Regions from separate parts of the Mus musculus genome. Here region 1 is linked to region 2. Evidence: chromatin contacts called from public promoter capture Hi-C data. All regions are on one chromosome and are shown on one strand. Each heading gives the region's core, a stretch centred on a gene start, on an enhancer-like site or on the middle of the called end of the contact. The rest is flanking DNA. Distances are from core to core; before and after follow the strand shown.

What was found. Promoter capture Hi-C pulls out the DNA fragments that hold promoters and counts their contacts.
Region 1: a promoter capture Hi-C map of pre-B cells shows a contact between it and region 2, with 3 times the contacts expected there. The contact joins the promoter of Tmem161b here to the promoter of 5430425K12Rik in region 2.

The regions. Positions count from the first base shown.
Region 1 is chr13:84,220,843-84,224,283 of GRCm38.p6, reverse strand. Tmem161b (transmembrane protein 161B) reads right to left here and starts at 1,988. Exons shown (of 12, transcript NM_175187.5): 1 at 1,850-1,988. The coding sequence starts at 1,852. A230107N01Rik (RIKEN cDNA A230107N01 gene) reads left to right here and starts at 2,109. Exons shown (of 2, transcript NR_138587.1): 1 at 2,109-2,146; 2 at 2,394-3,441.
Region 2 is chr13:80,938,670-80,941,829 of GRCm38.p6, reverse strand. It overlaps 5430425K12Rik (RIKEN cDNA 5430425K12 gene), which reads right to left and starts at 1,427. Exons shown (of 5, transcript NR_103550.1): 1 at 1,176-1,427; 2 at 533-624.

The DNA of each region.
Region 1 (3,441 bases), core at 739-3,238, 3.3 Mb before region 2:
CCTTGCTTTATTTTTTTAAAGGATTCCAAGCAATGACGGCAATTCCATACACAAACATCAACTTCATAGCGGTGAACAACTTTAACTTTAGTCAAGTAACTAACTCAAAAACAAGACAGATCAATGTCACAATGGGGACAACCAGGCCCCACATTGTGAAGTGTCACCAAGAGATTAGCTGAAAATATATCTACTTCCTTAGAGCGGCCAGAATGGTTCTGTGGCTCTCTGGATGCAGAGAACACACTCTAATTCAGCTTCCCTGTGACTATCGTGTATTTAATCATTTTATTTAGATACTAGTGTCAACTTCCTAGACAAGACCAAGTTTATTAGACCTCACCTCAGGTATAACACTGCCTGCTTCTAAACTCCACATTCTTCCTTCTGTAAAATTTGAAGAGATGGGGAGGTTGCTAGACTTTAATTCCTTCTAGTTCTAACGTTCCCTCTCTAATTTCACTATCTCAAATGAAAACAGAACTCTCTTAAGGAATCTAAGCCATACTATTCAGAGGTTCAAAACACTAAAACAAACAAACAAACAAACAAAAACATTAAAAGAAACAAGTCACCTGGTAGTTTGCAACTGGAACCAGGTGATTTTTTTATTCTCTAGTAAGTCATACAAAACAGCAATATTAATCCTGAAAAAAGGGGCATGGCCAAACTGGGAGTAGTGGCATATGCATTTGATCCCAGCACTTGGGAAGCAGAGGCAGACAGATCTCTGAATCAGAGGGCAGTGTGGTCTACATAAAAAGGCAGCAGCATAGTCAACTAAAGCTTGAACCCAAGATAGAAGTCTCTGCAGATGGTTTGAAATCGTTCATGTGGCTGATTGCCTGTTCAACTTTACCAGAACCCTAGGACCTTGGAAATAGCAACTATCTTTTTTAAATCCTTTTATGTTCCAGGAAGTAGTTGACTGCAGTCACCAGCCCCTACACAACCACCTGCCTTCCTCTCATAGTCCCCCAATAAAGCCAAACTTAGATGTTTCGAAATCCCATTCATTTCATCAATTAACTCCTGAACTGTGTGATCAGTCAGCACCCATTGCTTCTTATCTACAGTTGATTAAGACGTTCTTTGTACAAGTCCCTGAACCTTGTCCTTTCAGACTAAAACAGCAGAGAACTCTGAGAATGACTGGCCTCACGGTAAAACACCCTTCGGTTACTCCTTTCCCTCCAATCTCTCACACCAGGTTCTTTTTATGTTTACGTATCCTTCTCACCTAACCTTTAAGACACTTGCAAATAATATGGCTCAAGCTGTGCTCCCTCCTTCGATAGAGATGTACAATAGGAAATTACAAATTTTTCCTTTCAAGTTAAATCTGTTGGGACTCAACCTGGACATTTTCTTTAAAAGTGACATTGATTTTCAGTTCTGCTCTAGTTGAGTGTTAAGAGAAGCCAATTTTGTCTTAAGTGCCTCGGCGTTGCTTGTCTCCAAGGAGACAGGCAAGCGTGCAAAAAGGCACTGCTGCGTCCTTAAAATCTCAGCCAAAAGCCTGCGGCGGGAAAAGGTGGCAGGGACAACGTGGTGGGTAGAGCAAGGTCATCAGTGGGCCACCTGGCGCCACAGGACACACGCGAGGGCAGACTCCTTAGACTGGGTACTCCGACAGACCCGCCCCTCTCCAACCCCACAGGTCCCTCGGCTGTCTGGAACCCCGGCGGCGGCCGCGCGCACTCTGGGAAGGTTGGGGTCCTGCCAGCGGTTCATCCCAACGCTCCAGCAGGTTCCATTCCCAGCAGGGACATCAACCGGCTCCTTTCACAGACTGACCTCCCTGTCCTTTCCTCCTGAAGGTTGTCACTCTCATCCTCACAAGACTCACCATAACGCCAAGAACAGGTCGTGGGACAGACAGTCTAGAGTCCCCGGGACCGTCCAGAATCTCCCCTTCAGGTTCTGCAAAACGGAGCTCTCGAAACCGCGAAGGGAAAGGTCTTCCGGCTCGGCCGGAAGTCCTGCCCGCATGGGACAGGAAGTTCCTCCCTCTCCGGACCGCCAGCGACCCCACGCCACGCAGAGAGGAGGAGCCGCAAGGCGTTCTCTAAAGCCACTTCCGTGGGTGTGAGGCTAGGGCGGGGGGCGGGGCTGACCTTGAGAACGCAGGGGCGCAGGCGCACAGGTAGGTGGGCGGGGCGGGGCAGGGCGGGGCGGGGCGGCATGCCCGCAGGATTCCTAGGTAGGTGCGGTATTTTTCGCGGGCGCTGGTGGTCGGTTTGTGCTGCTGCAGGGATCAGCTGGGTGGGTGTAGCCCTCGTACTCTGACGGTTTATTGAGGGTAAAGAACCTTCTTGGCTGTATTCATGCTGAGATCATTCAGAAATTGTTTAGCTCAGCCAGCCTCTTTTCTGTCCGCTTTCCTTACGCAGTACCTTGGAATCTCAGTTAAAAATTCATGCTGTCCAAGCACCTTCCTCTCTTAGGTCAATGGAATGTGACCTTTAGAAGTTCTTTGCTCTTCACAGACGCCAGCTCAAGCCAGAGGATATCTACAAAGAGCAGAGGAGCTAAGAAGAAAATTCAGTATGGACATTTCCTACCTACTTAATACCAATATGAACAAAAAGGGCCTTACAACATTCTCATATACATACATACATAAATACACACACATTTATGCTTTATGACACCTCCCTCCTTCCAAATCTGTACCAGTGAACTTGCCTTTATATTGTGATGAGGGTTAACCATAGAGGTAAGTTTGAAATAAGGACACAGAGCATCTTTGGCCCAGAAATTATCACACCGTTTAACGATCCTTATGGAAACATGCTTATCTCACCCTTCTCCGTGAGATACCTTTTACCATAATGTGGTTCTCTTGTGGAGTCAGAACTGGGGAGGAAATTCATCTTCAGCAGTCAAGGTTGCACAAACTTGCAACTATGAAACAGCTATGATGTTCAACCTCTAACTGGCCCAAGGACCCTGGGAAACAATCCTGAGCTACCTAGAGATGTTAGATTGGTGCTGTTTCAAAAGGATACAGAAACAAAGTTTATACATTATGTTAATTTTTAATGGTGGGGGGAGATAGGGTGACAGGTGATAGAGAAATTATAAGAAATGAGAGAAGCTACTCCGAGACCAATAGCCTTGAGGAATAGTTTGTGAAACTGAGAACTTCCCCAAGGGTTCTGTTACTGCTTTATAGAAACAAGCCTGTTAATAGACAGGCCCCAGGGCAACTGCAGTATAGTAAAGAAGGACTCCGGTTGACCGCTCCTGTATCTGGGGGAAGCCATTGCTATCCTTGAGAAAGAAAAGATGGAGGTGGCGAGTGCCTATCAGCCTGTCAGTGACATCACATTCTGTGAAGTCTTGTCTTTCACTTGTGACACAGTGGGTCTTCCATCTGTCCTAAACCTGGCAGCCTTGTTAAGGATCAGAAAACATCTTCTCCTATATGACAGTAGG
Region 2 (3,160 bases), core at 178-2,677:
CTGGCACTGTGGAATCTTAAACCACCTAGGATTAAAAACAATCAAAAACCTTTAGTCTGTTTGAAGATGACATTATGGAACCAAACCACTTACTACTCCTCTTTTCACCTGCCAATACAGCAAAAAGTAATGTTGAGGCTACCTCCATCGCCCCCCCCCCCACCCGCTTTCCTTCTTCTATATGTCCCTACATTAAAGAAGGTACTTGGGGGCTCCTTCAAGAAAAGTTGACTCCAAAGTGAGCTCCAGTGGTCAGCCAGGGCCCCATTTCTAGAGGGCAGAGTACAGTTCTGGTATGAGGGCAACACTGTGTGGCTGCCACACACCACTTCCCCCAACCCATCTGCATACATAGGCTGAGCACTTGCTCAGACACAGGGACCCATGAGAACAAGTCCAGTGTTGCTTCACCGATTAAAGGGCTCCCATGAAGACTCATGCAGCTAGTGCCACCCTACAGACTGCCCGAGCTGCCCACAGGAAAAACTAATTACATTCAGATCGCTGGAGAGCGGTCATCCAGAATACATACCTTGCAAAAACTTAGGAACATTCAGGTTGAGTAATGGTTCAGATGGTTTGCAAATAACACATGCTCGTTTTTATGTTGCTAAAGACTCTTTGCTAGGAAACGAAACACTTGAAATTTAATCTGTAATGTTCTCAAGAGTCTTAGGCCAAACCAACTCAAGCTGTGAACGCCTTGGCTCTGGAGAGCCAGGCAAGGGTCAGGGCAGGGCAGTCCCTGGCCTGGCCTGATGCCTCCAGAATAAACCAAACAGCCACCGGAAGTGGTTTCTGGGAGTCAGTAGGTGGCACACTTCCTCTTGAGTCAGAACTGAATCACAGCTGTGAGCCGCAAAAAGGATCTTTCTTTATCCCCTACCTTTTTTCCCTGTTCCCAGCAGTCACATTATCAAACTCTATCAAATGATGTGTGCCTCGCTTAGCTTAGCATATTCCAATGAAGAAAGGGAGAAAGAAAACCATTTGGAAACAAGAAGAGGGTGGGAAATACAGAGGCCTGAACTGAACTCTGACATTGTTTCATAACTAGTCACATTCTAAGAGATGCAAAGGAAAGCTATCTGTAGGTTTCACTGGGGTCATAAGGACCCCAGTTCTCCCAGCTCCTGTCTGACCCACTTCCAGTGAGACAGTTAGCTCTCACTTACATAAGCTGTGTTGCTTAAAATGGCCCTGCTTGGCTTTTCACTTGCTGAACCTGGCATACTCCCCTGTCTGCTGGACAGCCGTCCTCGATGCTGTCCCGAGCAAGGCCTTCGGTCAGCTCTGGGTGAAATGATCCTGTTCTGAATGTACTGAATGCTGTTGGCAATGCTGTAAATTGTTTTTAGTCCCAAGGAAAAGAACTCGGCAGTTACCAACAAGTCACAAAAACAGGCATACTTTCCCCCATCTTCTCCCTAGTGTAGTTCTGGGAATGCACATATATTTAACCACATTTTTATCTGATGACCTTTATGTTAGTATTGCTTTGCTGCTTCCTTTCAAGCCAATGTATTTAGATTGATAGCATGTTTATGAACATGACTTCATAGGCCCAGGCTAAATGCCCTATGTTTGTTTGACTCCTAGAAAACTGATAATCAGCCTGGAATCAGAAATCTTAGTACAATGCTAATATCTCATGGTTCCTGCTGTAAACCAGTCCAAAGTTTAAAGAACACGTTGATTTGTGTTCAGATTCAAGATAAACAGTAATCTGTAACTGTTTATATAGTCCTATGCTTAGTATATGCAGGGCCTTGGCTGCTGTCCTCAGTAGTGTGTGTGTGTGTGTGTGTGTGTGTGTGTGTGTGTATTTATGTATGAGTGTAAATGTGTGGGAGTGTGTGTGTGAGTCAGTATACAGGTGTGAGTGTGTTATGAGTGTGTGTGTGTGTGTGTGTGTGTGTGTATTTATGAATGAGTGTAAATGTGTGTGAGTGTGTGTGTGAGTCAGTATACAGGTGTGAGTGTGTTATGAGTGTGTGTGTGTGTGTGTGTGTGTGAGAGAGAGAGAGAGAGAGAGAGAGAGAGAGAGAGAGAGAATAAAGGGATCTGTGGAGTTGTGGGACCTTGCATAAGTCTCTGAACCTGTCTGAGCCTTCACTTCCTCAGTCTGCACAACAGGTTTCTAACACAAGGGTAGTCTTACTATGAGAACTGCAAGCTTTTCCATAGTGCCCAGGACAGCTCTTGTTTATGCTCAGTCTTTAAGATCAGTTTGTGCTTGTTCTCTTTATTTACAACATCTTTTCGCTGGGAGATATGAACAGCATTTGGACAAACGTGGGCATGCCAAGTCCCGTCTTGCCCAATGACATCATTTACATCCAGCTCCTGTAGCAATTTCATCCACAACACCTGCAACACATGTGACATCAAGTGGCATGTTGGACTCCTTCACAGACTGGTGGGGAAGTGAGCCAGGCAGTTTTCAAAGCCAAAGGCAGCTGTCTGGGCTGGACTGCACTGCCTGTGGATGGCAAGCTAATGGGAAAGGAGTCCTCATCTGACACATGGAAAGGAGTGCCTAAAGGACCAGTTGGGAGCGGGGCAGGGGGGGGGGGTGCAGAGCCAGCAGCAGCAGCAGCAGCAGAACTCATAGCAGCTAGATCTGGCACAGCCAGGTCAAACCAGGCAAAGGCTGGCCATCAGGGAGAAACAGACATTGCCATGAGAACTGAAAAGCCCTTCAGAAATTCGCATCTCCTGCATTTCCTTGATGCCTCTCTGCATTTGCTCCTACAGGGCATTCCTTCATTCCCAGATGGAAATGTGAACAGTAGAGGTCCTCCCCCTTCCCTCCTCCAGAAAGTAGGTCCAGAGGATCATTGACATCATGATCCTGTGCTCACCTGTCTCAGAACCAGCACATCGTGTACTGTGGTTGGCTGATTATAGTCTTCACTAGGCTGTGAGCTACTAAACACAAGGAATCTCTCCCAAATGTTGAAGCTCCAGAGTGCCAGCATGCTCAGCAAGGTCTCTCTCTTACTTGTCCTTTGTTTTGTTTTGTTTTGTTTTGAGGTAGATTAGCCAGATATATTTAAAATAATATTTTAACACTCCGTCGTTGAAAGTTTTAATTGGGACAAATTTATGAGACTGAATTGATAATAAATTTATGCAATAAATTGTGATCATGACCATC